Regions from separate parts of the Pan troglodytes genome. Here region 2 is linked to region 1. Evidence: chromatin contacts called from public Hi-C data. All regions are on one chromosome and are shown on one strand. Each heading gives the region's core, a stretch centred on a gene start, on an enhancer-like site or on the middle of the called end of the contact. The rest is flanking DNA. Distances are from core to core; before and after follow the strand shown. Region 1 overlaps EZR (ezrin). Region 2 holds the start of LOC134810252.

Region 1 (7,966 bases), core at 2,667-5,166:
ATAAGCGTTCTCTCTCAACATCAGCCTTCTTGAGCTAAGTGTCCTTGCTGACTTTTAGGAGGTGGAAATAACAGTATAAATACATGACGCTAGGCTGGGCACGGTGGCTCATGCCTATAATCCCACCACTTTGGGAGGCTGAGGCAGGTGGATCACTTGAGACCAGCCTGGCCAACATGGCGAAACCCCATCTCCACTAAAAATACAAAATATTAGTCGGGTGTGGTGGTGCACATTGGTAATCCCAGATACACCAGGGAATAAGGCAGGACAATCGCTTGAACCTGGGAGGTGGAGGCTGCAGTGTGCCGAGATTGCACCACTGCACTCCAGCCTGGGTGACAGAGTGAGACTGTCTCAAAAAGAAAAAAAAAATTGTACTAATAAAATAATCCTGAGGCATATCTGCAAATGCAATGGATGAAGATGTAGAACACGGCTACTCCTTTCTATCAAGCTTTCTGTATCTTAAATTATACCTGATTATTTTATATGACCTCTTCTTTTAAGGTTAAAGAAGAACGTGAGCGCAAAGGCAAAGAAATCTTGGCCAGGCACAGTGGCTCACTCCTGTAACCCTAGCACTTTGGAAGGCCAGTGTGGGAAGATCACTTGGGCCTAGGAGGTCGAGCCTGCAGTGAGCCATGATTGCGCCACCACACTGGGTAACAGAACCCTGTCTTTTTAATTTTTTTTGAGACAGGGTCTCGCTCTGTCAAGGCTGGAGTGCAGCGGCACAATCTCGGCTCACTGTAGCCTCCACCTCCCGGGTTCAAGTGATTCTCCTGCCTCAGTCTCCAGAGTATCTGGGATTACAGGCGTGCACCACCACGCCCAGCTAACTTTTGTATTTTTGGTAGAGACGGGGTTTCACCAAGTTGCCAGCCAGGCTGGTCTTGAACTAGGCAGGGTGCTGGGATTACAGGCATGAGGAGAACCCTGTCTCCAAAAACAAACAAAAAAAATCTGCTTGTCTATCGGGCTCAGGAAAATGTTCAGATGCCAAAGAAAGGCCAGCCATCTATCTAAGCTCCACAAATCTTGTAAAAAGTGCACAGAATTAATTGTAACAAAAATTGTCACGTAATTCAGTAAAATTTCAGTGCGCCATTTTATCTGCAGCACAATAACAAAAACATGGGTACGCTAGTTATAAAACTCATTCTGATAAGTTTTCATATAATTATATAACACCAGGATATGTACTAGTCTTTTACTGCCTGAGTAATAGGAATAATAAAATCATCCAGTGTTGGAACTCACAAGAGTCCACTTGTCACAACCCTGATAACCACTATAACCAGCACTCCCCACAGGGGGTCAAAGTGCTAGCTCCTCATCCTCAGTTATTCCTCTAGCTTTCCTAGGAATCATGGACAGTCATACTATTCCCAGGAACATGACGCACAGAAGTCACTGGCCAGGTGGCAGAGTCCCGAGTACAGACCAGTGTTAGCTGCTGTGGGACGTCCTGGGGCCCATGATGGAGCTGCAGACACTGTGCGTTGCGACAGCTGTTGTTCCCCATCAGGAAGCTAAACCAGCAGGACAATTCAAGTTTGGCCACACATGGATTGATAATGACAGTTAATGGAATGACTTAGTTGCCTGTAGGCAGTGTCTGTCTACCAAAAAACGTAACCCACCACAACGTAGTGCCCTTTAGATTGAAACAATCTGGCCTCCCCACCCATTCCTTCTTGCCAGGTGTAAAGGGCATTCATTGGTTAGTACCTGCCCAGGTGCTAATTACTAATGAAAGCAAAGTCGTAACTACAGACTTCAGCATCTAAGGAGCCAACTTAACTCTATGGAAAACCAAGCAGCTGTAGCTAGAGTTTCTCAGTTCAGTCCTTATTTTAGGAAATGGGAGTACAACTTTTAACCTGAATAAAAAGGCTTTCGGTACAGTCACTGTTTCAAATTTTAACTGCCAGCAAGTCTGGCAGAAAGGAAAATTTACCAAATATCAATTTTTATGATTTTTTATGATGCGTTCTGTTTATACTCATTCACATCTAAATATTTACAAACACCTTATAGTTTAGTTCTTCTGGAATATTTGTATACTTCTACTTGACTATGGCTAGTTAGGTTTTTGGTGGTGGTGTTTTGTTTGTTTGTTTTTTTGAGGCGGAGTTTCACTCTTGTTGCCCAGGCTGGAGTGCAGTGGCGCAATCTCGGCTCACTGCAACCTCCACCTCCCGGGTTCAAGCGATTCTCCTGCCTCAGCCTCCCGAGTAGCCGGGATTATAGGCATGTGCCACCACGCCCAGCTAATTTTTGTATTTTTAGTAGAAACGGGGTTTCACCATGTTAGTTAGATGGTCTTGATCTCCTGACCTTGTGATCCACCCGCCTTGGCCTCCCAAAGTGCTGGGATTACAGGTGTGAGCCACCGCGCCCGGCCAGATTTTTGCTTGTTTAAGCACAAGAACCATACATGGTTTATCCCTCGAATACAGCATCCAGCCCATGTCCAGTATCCTAGGGGCCGTGTCTCCTACCCTGCGATTCTCCTGACACCACAGGGAAGCAGGAACTCATTTCCCAGAGAAGCCAGAAGCACTTTAAGGAACTTTTTGAGTAATTTAAATGATGAAAAGTAACACTACATGCCACTCACACCTCCTTTTCTAAACTGTTCTCCTTACTACTTCCTCCAGCACCACCATTAGGCTAAACTTAAAATGTCAAGGCTAAATTCTTAATGTGCAGCAGACGTTAACAGGGCAGAGTATTGACACAGAAGTGGGGGCTTGGAATTTCCTAGTAACTTTGACTTTTCACGTATCTACACGATGTTACATTTTTATGTTATATAAACGTATGTTTTAAGTAGACCAATCAGAATAGTGATGAAGTATAACTGGTAGAGTGACTCCAAATGAGTACTCGATACGAGGTATACGGTTATCCTCGTCTGATGACTTTTTAATGGTTACAAAAACTGAGACCCTCAACTTCTGGTAATCAGCTACCAAAATATCTGTGTAGCTCTGGCTCTTTAACATTACTCCTAAAATAGTATCTTTAAATAGATGCCAATGGTTTTATGCTTTTGAAAAGTTTGTATTTACCAATTCCAGGGTAAATATTATGTAACATTTTATATATATATATATAAAATATATAAAAAAAATATAAAATATATATAAATATATATAATATATAAAATATAAAACATATATAAAACATAACATATATATAACATATATATAACATATATAACATATATATAAAATATATATAACATATAATATATATATTATATATAACATATAAAATATATATATAATATATATAAAATATATATATAATATATATATAATATATATATAAAATATATATAATATATATAAAATATATATAATATATATAAAAAATATATATAATATATATATAAAAAATATATATAATATATATATAAAAAATATATATAATATATATATAAAAAATATATATAATATATATATAAAATATATATATAATATATATAAAAAATATATATAATATATATATAAAATATATATATAATATATATATAAAATATATATATAATATATATATAAAATATATATATAATATATATATAAAATATATATATAATATATATATAAAATATATATATAATATATATATAAAATATATATATAATATATATATATAAAATATATAGAGAGAGTCCAGAATAATAGCCACCCCATAATTTCAAGAACATGTAATGAAATCTCAAATCCTAAATAGCTCCTTTTTCCTCTGAGAGTAAGCCACTTCCTGCCCCTAGACCCACATCCTGTCAGACCAAGGCTGCTTAACAAACACAAAAAGCGGACAAACCAGTCCCATCTGTGCTCATTATAATCAGCAAGAAAATCATGACCTTAGAACTAGAAGGGAACTTTCTGGGCATTCACATTCAAAAGAGGGTCATTTTAAAACCAAGCTGGGAAGAGTTCTGTGCTAAGCCCTCCCTACTGTCCACTGCATCTGGGAGGCAGAAAGGAGCTGCTTTCCATAGGTCTGACAATGAAATGACTGCTAGTCATGCCCGAGTTCCAAGCCTGCACTGCCGAGTAACACTGATGGCCATTTCCGACCTGCTGATGGCGTATGAAAATAATGCTCCTGATACCTATTAGCTGCTAGTTTTTAAGGCCCTTTTTGGTGAGTGTCTCTAATTAAGAACCAACTTCTTCTACACTGGGAATAACATACATTGTGTGTTATCTAACAGGGAAGTAAACTGGAATTCTTAGACACCACTTTCCCCTAAGAAAGGGAAAAGAAATAATCAAAGGATGTTACATTCAGCAAAAGAAACTATTCTTTCTAGAAACACAATCTACATCCTTCTCATCTCCTTACCTCAGGGCAGGCAAAATAAAGAGAAAGGACCTTGAACAAGAATTTATCTAATAAACTCCTGAAGTCTAAGTCTTGATTGTATACCATGTGATTTCAGTTTTACTAGGTATATCATAAATACTTCATCACCAACATGCTTCACTGAAATGTGCAGGTAATTATACACAGAAACTTAAGTTTAGTAACTACTTAGTAAACTTAGTAACTACACACATAAACAAAAGTAAGGGACAAGGCCAAGATGGCTTATTATATGCTAGAGTCAGTTTTAATTCTAGGCTCAGAAAACATAGGGAACTAAAGGCCTATAGATTAAACATCACTATTCACCTGGAATGCATGGTTGTCTCTGCAAATTTAGAAGCCTGTGAAGAGTTTTTCCTTTCTTTTTTCTTTTCTTTTTTTTTTTTTTTTAATTATACTTTAAGTTTTAGGGTACATGTGCACATTGTGCAGGTTAGTTACATATGTATACATGTGCCATGCTGGTGCGCTGCACCCACTAAAACTCGTCATCTAGCATTAGGTATATCTCCCGATGCTATCCCTCCCCCCTCCCCCCACCCCACAACAGTCCCCAGAGTGTGATATTCCCCTTCCTGTGTCCATGTGATCTCATTGTTCAATTCCCACCTATGAGTGAGAATATGCGGTGTTTGGTTTTTTGTTCTTGCGATAGTTTACTGAGAATGATGATTTCCAATTTCTGATCTTGGGAGTGAGAAGGTGAGTCTAGGAAACAATGAGGCTGAGGTGGGTGGATCACGAGGTCAGGCGACCAAGACCATCCTGGCCAACATGGTGAAACCATCTCTACTAAAAATACAAAAATTAGCCGGGCATGGTGGCGTGTGCCTGCAATCCCAGCTACTCGTGGGGCTGAGGCAGGAGAATCGCTTGAACCAGGGAGTCGGAGGCTGCAGTGAGCCTACATGGCGCCACTGTACTCCCAGCCTGGTGACAGAGACTCTGTCTCAGGAAAAAAAAAAGAAGGTCGAAAAATTTCTTTGCTAACCTGTTTTTTAGAGGACATAAGACATAAACCATACTTAAGTCTTGTGCCATTGCTGAGATAAATTTTTGCCCCTAGTTAAGATCACATGAGCAATATTATACAATGTTAAAGAACATTTCTCCTGTAAGAAACTTCGATTAGACAAGATTTGAACTCACCCCAGTCTTTACTTTTGCCATCTGTCAAAAATTATCCAGACCAAAGTAGCTTCTTTTAAAAAATCCAAACTAAATCAGTAATCCTACAAAATTTGCTTAAATAAGCAAACCCCGCCAAAACTTACTTTTAAAAATCACCGTTTCTGAAATTACACTAAATTAAAATTTTAAAAACTCTTCAATTTATACTGTCAGTATCAAGTATGTTACATCTGAAATGGCATTATAATTTGTACATCATTACTTGACTGGAAAAGACATGGTGTACACTTAACAACCCTATCACTCACCCCAACCCCAACCCATGGTTTGCTGTATTTCCTTCCCCCATCCCTGCCCACAGCCCCAGTATGTAGATTGATCTCTTAAAATGGCTAAAGCCCTACCCAGTAGATGCCCCTTATTTTGTTCATTTCAATTTTCAAGTCTGAGAAAATCGCTATTAAGACAATGACCTGTTCCCAGTTGGGTCACAGCACTGTGCCCCATTCCTATGGGCCCCCCAAAACATTGGGAATACAGAGTAATAGTGGAAAAAACTGGGAACAAATCGTTCTATGTGTTTCCAAGTCAGCTGCAATTTTGAGTAGTGACCTCCTTTTAAAACATGTGCATGGAGGGTGAGATGGCCCGGGTGGGGCCATTTGATGAGATCAAATCAGTTACTCATTTGATCCAGAGCACAAAGGTTGCCCCAGCAGCAGGGAATGGGGGACCTGCCCTTGCCCTGAGATCCTCCCACCTCAACACTCAGGCGCTTCATGACGAGCAAAAGTAAAGCATCTCTCCCTTTCTACCCTATAACATGCTTTTTAAAAGCAAATATTCTATTATGGAAAGTTGAAAACATTCATAAAAGTAGAGAGAATAAGTAGTACCATGATCCTCCACACTCTCTTTTCAGCTTCAACACCATTCTTTCTTCTACTCTACCACTTTCACTTTTTTTTTTTTTGCTGGCATATTTTAAGGCCCTCATTCATTATTTCACTTGTAAAAACTTCAGTATATTGCTCTAAAGCACTAAAAAAAAAAAATCACAATACCACTATCACATCCAACATAATTTAAAACAATTCCTTAATACGTCAAATTCAGTAAATATTATTCAATTTTCCTCCATTTCTTTGAAAATGTCTTTTTGCAGTTGATTTGTTCAAGTTATATAATGCACCTTGTTATCACACTATTTCCACATTGCCTTGTTCAGCCAGGTTCTAAATAAAAAATCCAGTTTTCTCACCATTATTTCCCTGTCTAAATCCATTTAAGAGTCTCACCCAAACAGCAATGGATTATGTAAGCAAATACTTCAACATCCCAGAAGCCAACACCCTTAATTATTTAACTGAGGCAATGAAACACACCTTAATGAAAATACTGTACCAATATACACTACATATATGTTTACAAATAAAGTGATTCCAATCTCATATTTATGTGCTAAGCTTTAACCAAGTGACCTGTGGTTCAATTTTCTCTTTAAAAACATAACAGGCCAGGCGCAGTGGCTCACGCCTGTAATCCCAGCACTTTGGGAGGCTGAGGCGGGCGGATCATGAGGTCAGGAGATCAAGACTGTCCTGGCTAAAATGGTGAAACCCCGTCTCTACTAAAAAATACAAAAAAAATTAGCCGAGTGTGATGGCTGGCGCCTGTAGTCCCAGCTACTCGGGAGGCTGAGGCAGGAGAATGGCGTGAACCCGGGAGGTGGAGCTTGCGGTGAGTCGAGATCACACCACTGCACTCCAGCCTGGGCGACAGACAGAGACTCCGTCTCAAAAAAAAAAAAAAAAAAAAGCAAGGCTGGATCCCAAGACATAATTTATAAGAAATTTACAGATGAAGTAATGGTGCAATAGGTAAAATACTATCAAAACAATCATTTCCCTGAACCACAGCACCTGAGAAAGGATGGAAGAGTAAGTGGGTTTGGCAAATGATGGACTTATCACCAAACCCTTGCAAAAACAAGTTCTTGAAGAAAGACCATCATGGTTCACTGTCCAACCCAAAAGTGATTTACCAGAAAACCAACAAAAACACATCACAGTGGGCCCACTCGTAAGTCACTCTGCCCAATGGTTTTAACGCTTCAAAGAGTCAGTAAAGAATGAAAGTTAATTCTAGCTCTTGCCAAGGCCTAGGTGAAAATTTACAGTAGCACGCTCACCACCCCCTGACAATGTATTAGACATGTGTCTTTCCCCCTGCAATATAAGCCTCTTGAAAGCAGGTCTTTCTTTCAGGAGGGGCTGAGGAAGGCACTTTACAACTCCAAACAGAAAGCCCATTTTATTTAGTCAGACCAGCACCTCCTTTCCAGAGCATTTTGCCATTGAGGAAAGGTGGGACAATGTGCATTTCAGGCTCAAATACACATTAGCAGGAAATGGGTTCCACCATTCACTGGATGTGACTGTCA
Region 2 (7,966 bases), core at 3,783-6,282, 300 kb after region 1:
GGGGGAGAGGGGCAGAGATTGTTTTTTTTTTTTTTAAAGAAGCAGATTCTCGAAGGGCTTCATTCATGTCCTCCCAAATATTGAGGACTCACTCTTTAGTAGGAATTCCATGAATAAAGGAATAACATATGACATCTGAAGTGGAGCTGTCCCTTATTATCCTGTTTGTTTTCAAGGTAGCCTCACAAATTCAAATGGCGTCCCCTGCACCCTTCAAACTCGCCCTGGCATTCAGGACGCTGCTATTCTCTGCTTGGAAGGGTCCTCGCCTGGCACAGCAAACTCCCATGTTTACCAGAATCCGACTCAAATCTCACCTCTGGGTGGTGCCTCCTTAGACCCCTGGGAAGACCTGGGTACCCTCCTCTAAGCCTGCCCAGCACCCTCTCTGTCTCTAACACCTGTCTCCCTGTCCTGTAGTGACTTGCTCACCTGTCACTATGTTGGAACACCTTGCTGTGTTCATTTTCCCATCCCCAGCATTGATCTCTGTGCCAGGTTCACAGAAGGTGTCCAGGAGATCGCTGTGTGATTGACAGTCTGGAAGCTGGGCTATTAAGGGCAGTTGTCCAGCCAAATCTGAGTGAAACTGGGTCAGGATTTAAAGATGTGGTTAGTCTGATTCACCTAGACTCTGTAAATGTCATTGAAGATTATCACTGGCATTTGGATGGTGTGGTCTCTGTGACCACAGGGCAGAAAATTCAATTATTCAGCACTCGCTGTATGCAAAGCACTCTACGGAATCCCATGAGTAGGAGGAAGTCTCAAAGAGGATGAAGACATTGCCCCTTCTTCCAGGAGATGTTTCAGTTCTATTTGATTGGGTCAAGCTCATATAAAATTCAAGGTTTTGAGGCTTGGTCTCATGATCAGACTAGCCAGCTTGGGCCAGAAGTGTTTTGTGCTTGGATACTCTCACAGGTACACTTCGTATTCTCAAACTAAACATCTGGTAACACAGAGCAGTTGGCAAGATAATCAGGTTTCTTTTTGCAGGTCTTCGGAAGGAGAACAATTGGATAGTATGAGGGGATCATTTGCCAATTATAGATAGTAGCCCTGGAAAGCACTGGAGAGACCTGGGCCCTAACACGGGGGAAAAGATCAGAAATTCATCGACGGGAGCGGAAGTTAGACACATTTTAATTTCACGTGCTGTCTTGAATACTGTGTACCACGGCAGCGTCTTTACTCGAGACTCAAAATCATTTGACTCTTCTACAAACTGGATTCCCATTCAAGATTTTCTCATTCTCCTCTACTGTGGATATTAGCTTGGAATAGATCATTAGCGTCCATATAGAATTTGAAATCTTTATTTGAAGTTATAACCGCTAAAAATGATTGTTAAAATCATGGTGTGTAGATTCAGATATGAGGTTCCCAGATAGCAAATTTAAACCTTCTCTAACCACACATCTTAAAGGGCCTCTGTGGACACCTCCACCCCCTTGTGAGACCCAGGAGTCTCTTCCAGAGTGCAGTAGCAGAGGAGTGGCTTCCCCGGGGAACAAATACTGCGTGGGGCACCGTGGTCCCGACCAGACACGCTGGCCCTCCTGGAGGCCTCAGGCATTACTTAGACCTTCAGCCAAGTCTCTCTTCTGTTTGGAGAGCTTGGGAAAGCAGTTTTCATCTCCTAATGGAAAACGAAAATCTGTCATCACCTTTCACATCATCAGCCTCCTGGAGCCCCCTAGTCCGTCTGACTGCAGTTATGTCCCAGATAATGAGGCTTCAAGCAAGCCCCCTAAGTGCACAGCGCTGCAGGCTCAGCCCTCTCTGCCCTCCTCTTTCTTCCCCGCCTTCTTCTCTTCTGGATCTGGATCCCCCCACACCTGCTCAGTTACCAACAGCAACCTGCCGGGTATCAGCTACCCCACTCTGGGGTGGCGGTGGCTCGGGTGAGGACAGGGCTGTGTCTGCAAATGGCCGCCTCAGGCCTTTCTCCCTGTCCCATCGCTCCCTGCTTCTTTCACAAAAGTCACAACGTCACAGCCTGTAACTCAAAGACTGATAGGATGTGCGGATAACAGCTATATAACCTTAATTCTCAAACGATGGGAGACAGCCAGGGAATTTCGTGTCAGCCATCCACTGCTGTGGCTCCGTGGAAATGCTTCCAGCACAAACAACCTGTGTACACTGTAGAACCTTTCACTCAGGAGGGAGGTCTGAGCACGGCTAGTTTTTGCTGCCTCGGAAGGGGTCAGGGCTCCCTCTGCAGGGAGCCCGTGGTTCTGCCGCAGCAGCGGAGCCTCCAGCGCCAGTCGGTGACCCTCCTGCCCATGCCTGGGAGGATGTGAGCTCTGGTGCCCCAGGCAGCCTGGAATTGTGCCCCGGGAGTGGGGTCTGGGGCAAGGGAGAGGCTGCAGTGTCATTACAGGGATGTCCTCCTTTCCTGGAGGTCACTTTGGGCTTGACCACGGGCTGTCCACTGCCTGGCGTGGTCCCTGATTTGCTGCTCTCTGCGGACCCTTGGTTGTGCTCTTTCGGGCTTATCTAACCTTACTCATGCAAAGACCCGAAGCTCTGGCATTCCCCAGATCTGACCTGGGATCCCTAGTCTTTCTCATTATCTGTGCTACCCCCTCCCAGAGTGTCCCCGGGGAGAATCACCGCATCCACTTCCTGAGGTGGGTTTGATGAATGATGCAATGTGGCTATGGTGAGGGCGTCTGGCCTGTGGCAAATACCCAGTAACTGGCTCAAGCTTTTGTTCTGCCTGGTCCCGCCTGGCTGGGAGCCTTAGGGAGGGATATTAATGCTTATCCAGTTTGGGCCAATTCAGTAAAGAAAACTTTAAACTTAAACAACCCTCTTAGATGGACTGCATTTTACTTTTGTGAATTGGGTTATTTTTTTTCCCCTGCTCTTTGGTTGTTTTTGGAGTATAATAACATGATGCCAAAAATACCTTGGTGATTCGTGAACAACCTGATGTTTTGCCCCTGGGCTGCCACGTGCCTGAGGACAAGCTGGGTGCTACTTACACCTGCATAGTTCCTCCGGGCAGCAGGCTCACACTCTGCTGCTGTCATGTAAAGCACCCTAGAGATGAGATCAGCCAGGCAGGCTGAGGTTAGGCCTCCGTTCATGGAGAGGCTCAGTGCCTTCGTGGGCTCCCTGGCAGCGGTTCAGTGTGGTGGGTTTTCACCTACCTGGTGTGTGGCCGTGCCTTGCCTAAAATCTTGTCCAGTCCAGCAGCTGGCACTGAGGAGCAGCTCTGAGCCAGGTTCCTGAGCTGTGGGAACAAACAAAGCAGGGCTGATCATTGTCTTGCTTGGTAGGAAACGGCAGCTGCACTTAAGGCACTCATGTAAAAAGTGTGTTCCTAAAGAAAATGGAGAAAACCAAATTGTCTCCTTGTTATCCTCTGCTCTGCTGCACTGCCTGGAAGGGACTTACACCTAAATTCGGAATAAATACATTTATCAACGAGGTCCCAACTCTCGGACCATTGGTGAATGGCCAGGGATGCCTGATTAGATGATAACATAAGACAGTTCCGGCAGAAAGGGGCGGGCTGTGGACCCTTCTGAAGCTCCAGTGGTTGAACTACTGGATTCAACTTAAAACATCAGTCCATTTTTGCACTAAGTGAAAGCAGTAGTTGTGCAAATCATTGTACTCACACTGGCCGAGGAAGCACCAGGGACCGAAAAGGACAGGGCGGAAATCTCCCTCCCCAGCCCTCTCTTAGCCTGCTCGGTGTGATCAGGACTCTTGATTTCTGGGTCTCCAATGCAGTGACTCTAACTCTGAACATTGGCTATGTTTCCAGCCCCTTTCATGTGTGGCAATTTGACAACCAGTAAGCAACACTTTGACTTCATTTCTGCAAAATAAAGATCACCATTGTTTTCTCGACGTGTCCAGCTGTGTTTATATTAAAGTACCTTGTTTTCCATTTTATTGAGAATGGCTACAGAACTCTGCCATATGCTCTGCATTAATGAGAGGGCATCTGTTCCATCCCATCGTGCTTGGTCAACATCTCACACACTCTGTTTACTCCTACTTTATAGGCAATAAGGAATCTCCAACAGATAATGGAAGAGTTGCTTCTTTCCAGACTGGAGGTGGCTTCGTGCAGAAGTGGAGAAGTGAGCACCCTCCCTGGCCCCTGCGAATCAGGTCTTCCTGGCTTGGGCTTATTGGATTTTAGTCTCATGTTAAAAGGACCCAATTCCTGCCAGGTGTGGCATTAGATTTCACTGCGAGTAGAAATCCCTAAACATCGAACCCCCTGATAATCAAATGCAAAAACTCATTCCAAAGTCAAACAGAAATCATATTCATTGTCAAAAATCACATGGACCTTCCAGGATAGGAAAGAACAAGGAAGATGGTCAGGTTTTACCCCTCAGATGATCTTATAGGGTAAATGAGGAGTCAGAATACATATGAATACAAAGAGATGAACTGCAAAATCAGGCTGCAAATGATCAAGCTGTGGTGAATCAGGTAGACCAGAAAGGTCCTCTGAAGAAGCCGTGCTGGTGGGCTGGGCCAGGTCTCTCTCCAGCACGGTGCGCCCGGACCAGGTCCAGGACAAAGCTGGATGATTGAACTACAAAAAAAAAAAAAAAAAAAGACAATCAGGTGTGGCTTTTTGAGTGAAGAATGAGCCTCTTCTGTCTAAGATGCCCCATCTGTGTCCTAGCTAATGCCTAGCACCACCCTTATAAGGCAGGAGAATAGGGAATTAGGGTAACCAAGGGTTAAGGCATAAGCAAAGGAACAGCAGGTGCAGCCAGTTCTAGGCAAGATTAGGCAGCATGCAGGCCACAACCTCACTCCTGTGATAACAAAACGGAAGTTTCCACTTCAGCCTCTGATTGGTCGGGGGCCCATCCATCATAGCGGGTAACCAATTGGAGGCCTCTAAAGGGAATCTAGGGGTGTTACCAAATTATTTCAGCTTAACAAAAACCCCAAAGAACATTCTAAATGGGGCTCTTGAGCTGCTTCGTTGATCGAGCCAACTCTCACTCTATAGAGTGTACTTTCACTTCAGTAAATCTGCACTTTCGTTGCTTCGTTCTTTTGTTGCTTTGTGCATTTTATTAAATTCTTTGTCCAACACGCCAAGAACCTGGACAACTCACAGTCACGACTTCCCATCTGGTAACACTCATTCCTTTGCAAAAGGTTTCTTGATCCCTATTAAAAGGCAAGTACATGGCAAGGTGCTCTTATTCATGTACTCCTCCAGGTGAATGATTTGATGTCTTCCCTTCCTAAAACCAGGTTTTTATGGGGGAGGAAGAAGTGGGGAGTATGAAGACCCCAGGAAAAGAGTTTTTAAAGAGGAGGAGACCCAATTTCACACCTTTGAGTAGTCCAGCTCTGGAATCCAGTAGAGGATTTTTGGAAGATTCACCAAGATCCATCTTTCCTTTTCCTGCTATTCTTTCCAAATAGGTAAAGGAGTAGCTGAGGGAAATGCAGCTTTGTGAGGGAAGCCTGGAGCGTGAGAAATCTGCTCACACTGGATTCTGTCTCGGGCTCGACAGAGGCTGTCACAGCAGACCCGCGATGTGACAGGCTCACTGGTGTACACACGGCTGTGTCGGCCATGGCCCTGTCAGGTGGGTCAGGAAGGAAAGGCCCCCCAGTTCATACTTCTGAGTCATCGGTCAGATAGGAATCACATTCTTTTTTTTTCACTCACACAGCTACCCTGAAGCTTCAGATCTACTTCCTGGCTCAGACCGCCTGCAACACACTGGTTTGGCATCTAGCAGGTTGTGCTTGCAGAACAGCAGGCTGGCTCCCTGCACCTGCTCAGTGGGGCTGGGCCTTAGCAACCTGCCTTGAGGCTGCTCTTCCTTAACCTTTCTCTAACTGGCTTCATGAAAGTTAATTCTGCTGGGACCCCACGAGGCAGCGGAGAGCCCACTCTGCCCATGATTGGTGCCCTGGGCTGGCACGCAGAGTTTAATGGAGGAGCCCGGGAGAGAGGGATGCCTGAGAACCAGGGATGTGGGCTGGAGCAGTGCCACCTCCTGTAACTCACCCGCGAGCCCAGCCAACCTGCTAAACCTTCCCCACAGAGCCTCAGTCTCCTTATCTGTAAAATGGGTATGCCTTGTGTTTTCTCCTGCGTTTCCTTGCTCCCCTCGGGAATATGACAGTAGTTGAAGTCAGCTTTCTAAGCCTTGTCTTTTATGAAATGTAATGCTTTATTTTCTCGTGAAAAGAAATGAAGCTATCAGAGACCAGGCGGGAGATTTTTTTGAGTGTAGAGTGAAGAGTTGCTCTTCCTTTCCTGCCCTCAAAATATTCCTACAACCTTGCTCTTTAATGGGAAGTATTTTTTTTTCCAGACATAGTATTAGAGTGATTCTGTATATCTAACACCTTCATCAAACCCTCTGAGAAACTGGGAACTTAGTGACTTGTGCCTGGTTCAGCTGTCTTCTCCAATGGATAATGTGTGCCTAAGGACAGGGACCACATTCTCTTACTGTCTTCTATCCCCAGAGCCCACCTAGTACAGGGCGGGGTGCTTTGTAAGTGTGTGCGAAGTTTCTGTTGAATGAACAAATTAGATGATGTCATGTTCCAGGAAGGCGGGAGCTGCATCTGCTCTGCTCTCCCTTTCTCTCCCAGCCCACGGCTGACCGGAGTTGGTGGCTGATAATGTGACTTCTAATGAGTTCATTCACCAAATACTAAATAAGCAAAATTACAAGTGATTTTCTTATTTTGAGACAGGGTCTCCTTCTGTCTCCTAGGCTGGAGTGCAGTGGCGCAATCAAGGCTCACTGCAGCCTCGACCTCCCTGGCTCAAGCGACCCTCCTGTCTCTGCCTCTGGAGTAGTTGGGAGTACAGGCACACGCTACCATGCCAGGCTAATTTTTTTTTTTTAATAAATGGAGTTTTGCCATGTTTCCCAGGCTGATTTTGAACTCCTAGGCTCAAGCGATCTGCCCACCTTGGCCTCCCTAAGTGCTAGGATTACCAGTGTCAGCCACTGCGCCCAGCCCACAAATGAAAATTTTAAACTATATTTTGTTAGAGAGAGAAGAGGGAACCCGAGGCCTGGATAACATGCAAGATCTTCATAAGACTTCATAGCAACAGCATTCACTTGTCATATTTTGATGATCAAATTGGAGAAAATAGCTCTTAAATTCAAACCTAGGGGCAAGGTAACTTATTTCAAATAGGATTTTTTTCCCTCTGTCTATAGTGGATATTTAAAATTTTTCCATTCATTCTTGCACACCTACAGATTACCTGGCACTTGTCCAGTCTTTCTGCAGTCAACATCGCCCAGATTCCATGCAGAACCCTTTGCAGACTCCTGAGGAGGTGCAGACAAGGAGTGTCCCTGTCCTCATGGTGCTACATGAAAAGGCAAGTGACCCAACAGGCAGCATTGGAGAAAGTGCCTAACTGTGGAAAGGCCAGTGGGAGAGGCTTGGTGGAGGAGGAGCTTGCTGGACTAGAGAGGTCAGGGAAGGCTTCTTGGAGGAGGTGAGGTATGAGCTGGAAGTAGAAATACCAGGAAGCGCAGGGCAGGCTTGGGAATGGGCCAGGCATGCTCAGGTCCCAGGGCATAGAGTAACAATCTGGCTGGAAGAAGGAATGGAGGAACAAGCTGATAGGAGGGTGATTCCATGTGGACTGGACCCCATGTTCAGGAGGTGACCACATAAGCCAGGATGGGTGGATAGATTTAGCTAATCCTGGAAGAAATCATGGAATAAAATTAAATATGTGCATTGCTGGCTACAGATCCAGTTCCTCCTTCCCGGGTCTCTGTGTCCACCCTTCTTGGGGGCCATCCCACACCTCCCCGCTACTGCCACAACCTTTGCCCTTTCTAAGCAGGTGCTGGGTAGAGAAAGAGGTACAGTGGAACTTGCCAAATGTCCTTGCCATGCAACCTCTTGCAGAGGGCCATGTGTGGTCTTCAGATCCCAAGATTTTCTTGATATTTATAAAAGC

What was found. Hi-C and Micro-C count contacts between places; a contact is called where the count stands out from the background.
Region 2: a Hi-C map of induced pluripotent stem cells shows a contact between it and region 1, with 1.6 times the contacts expected there. The contact joins the promoter of LOC134810252 here to the enhancer-like site in region 1.

The regions. Positions count from the first base shown.
Region 1 is chr5:170,832,000-170,839,965 of NHGRI_mPanTro3-v2.0_pri, forward strand. The region is part of intron 1 of EZR (ezrin); the gene reads right to left. Among named protein-coding and RNA genes, the nearest start is that of EZR, 12 kb to the right of the region's middle. Within about 2 kb of position 3,917, at least 5 of the 24 cell types and tissues checked have an H3K27ac peak or open chromatin away from gene starts, as enhancers often do. A contact at or near this core is called in induced pluripotent stem cells, where this site is marked.
Region 2 is chr5:171,134,091-171,142,056 of NHGRI_mPanTro3-v2.0_pri, forward strand. It overlaps LOC134810252, which reads left to right and starts at 5,033. Exons shown (of 6, transcript XM_063812729.1): 1 at 5,033-5,179; 2 at 5,431-5,597; 3 at 5,685-6,090; 4 at 7,248-7,372. The coding sequence starts at 6,087.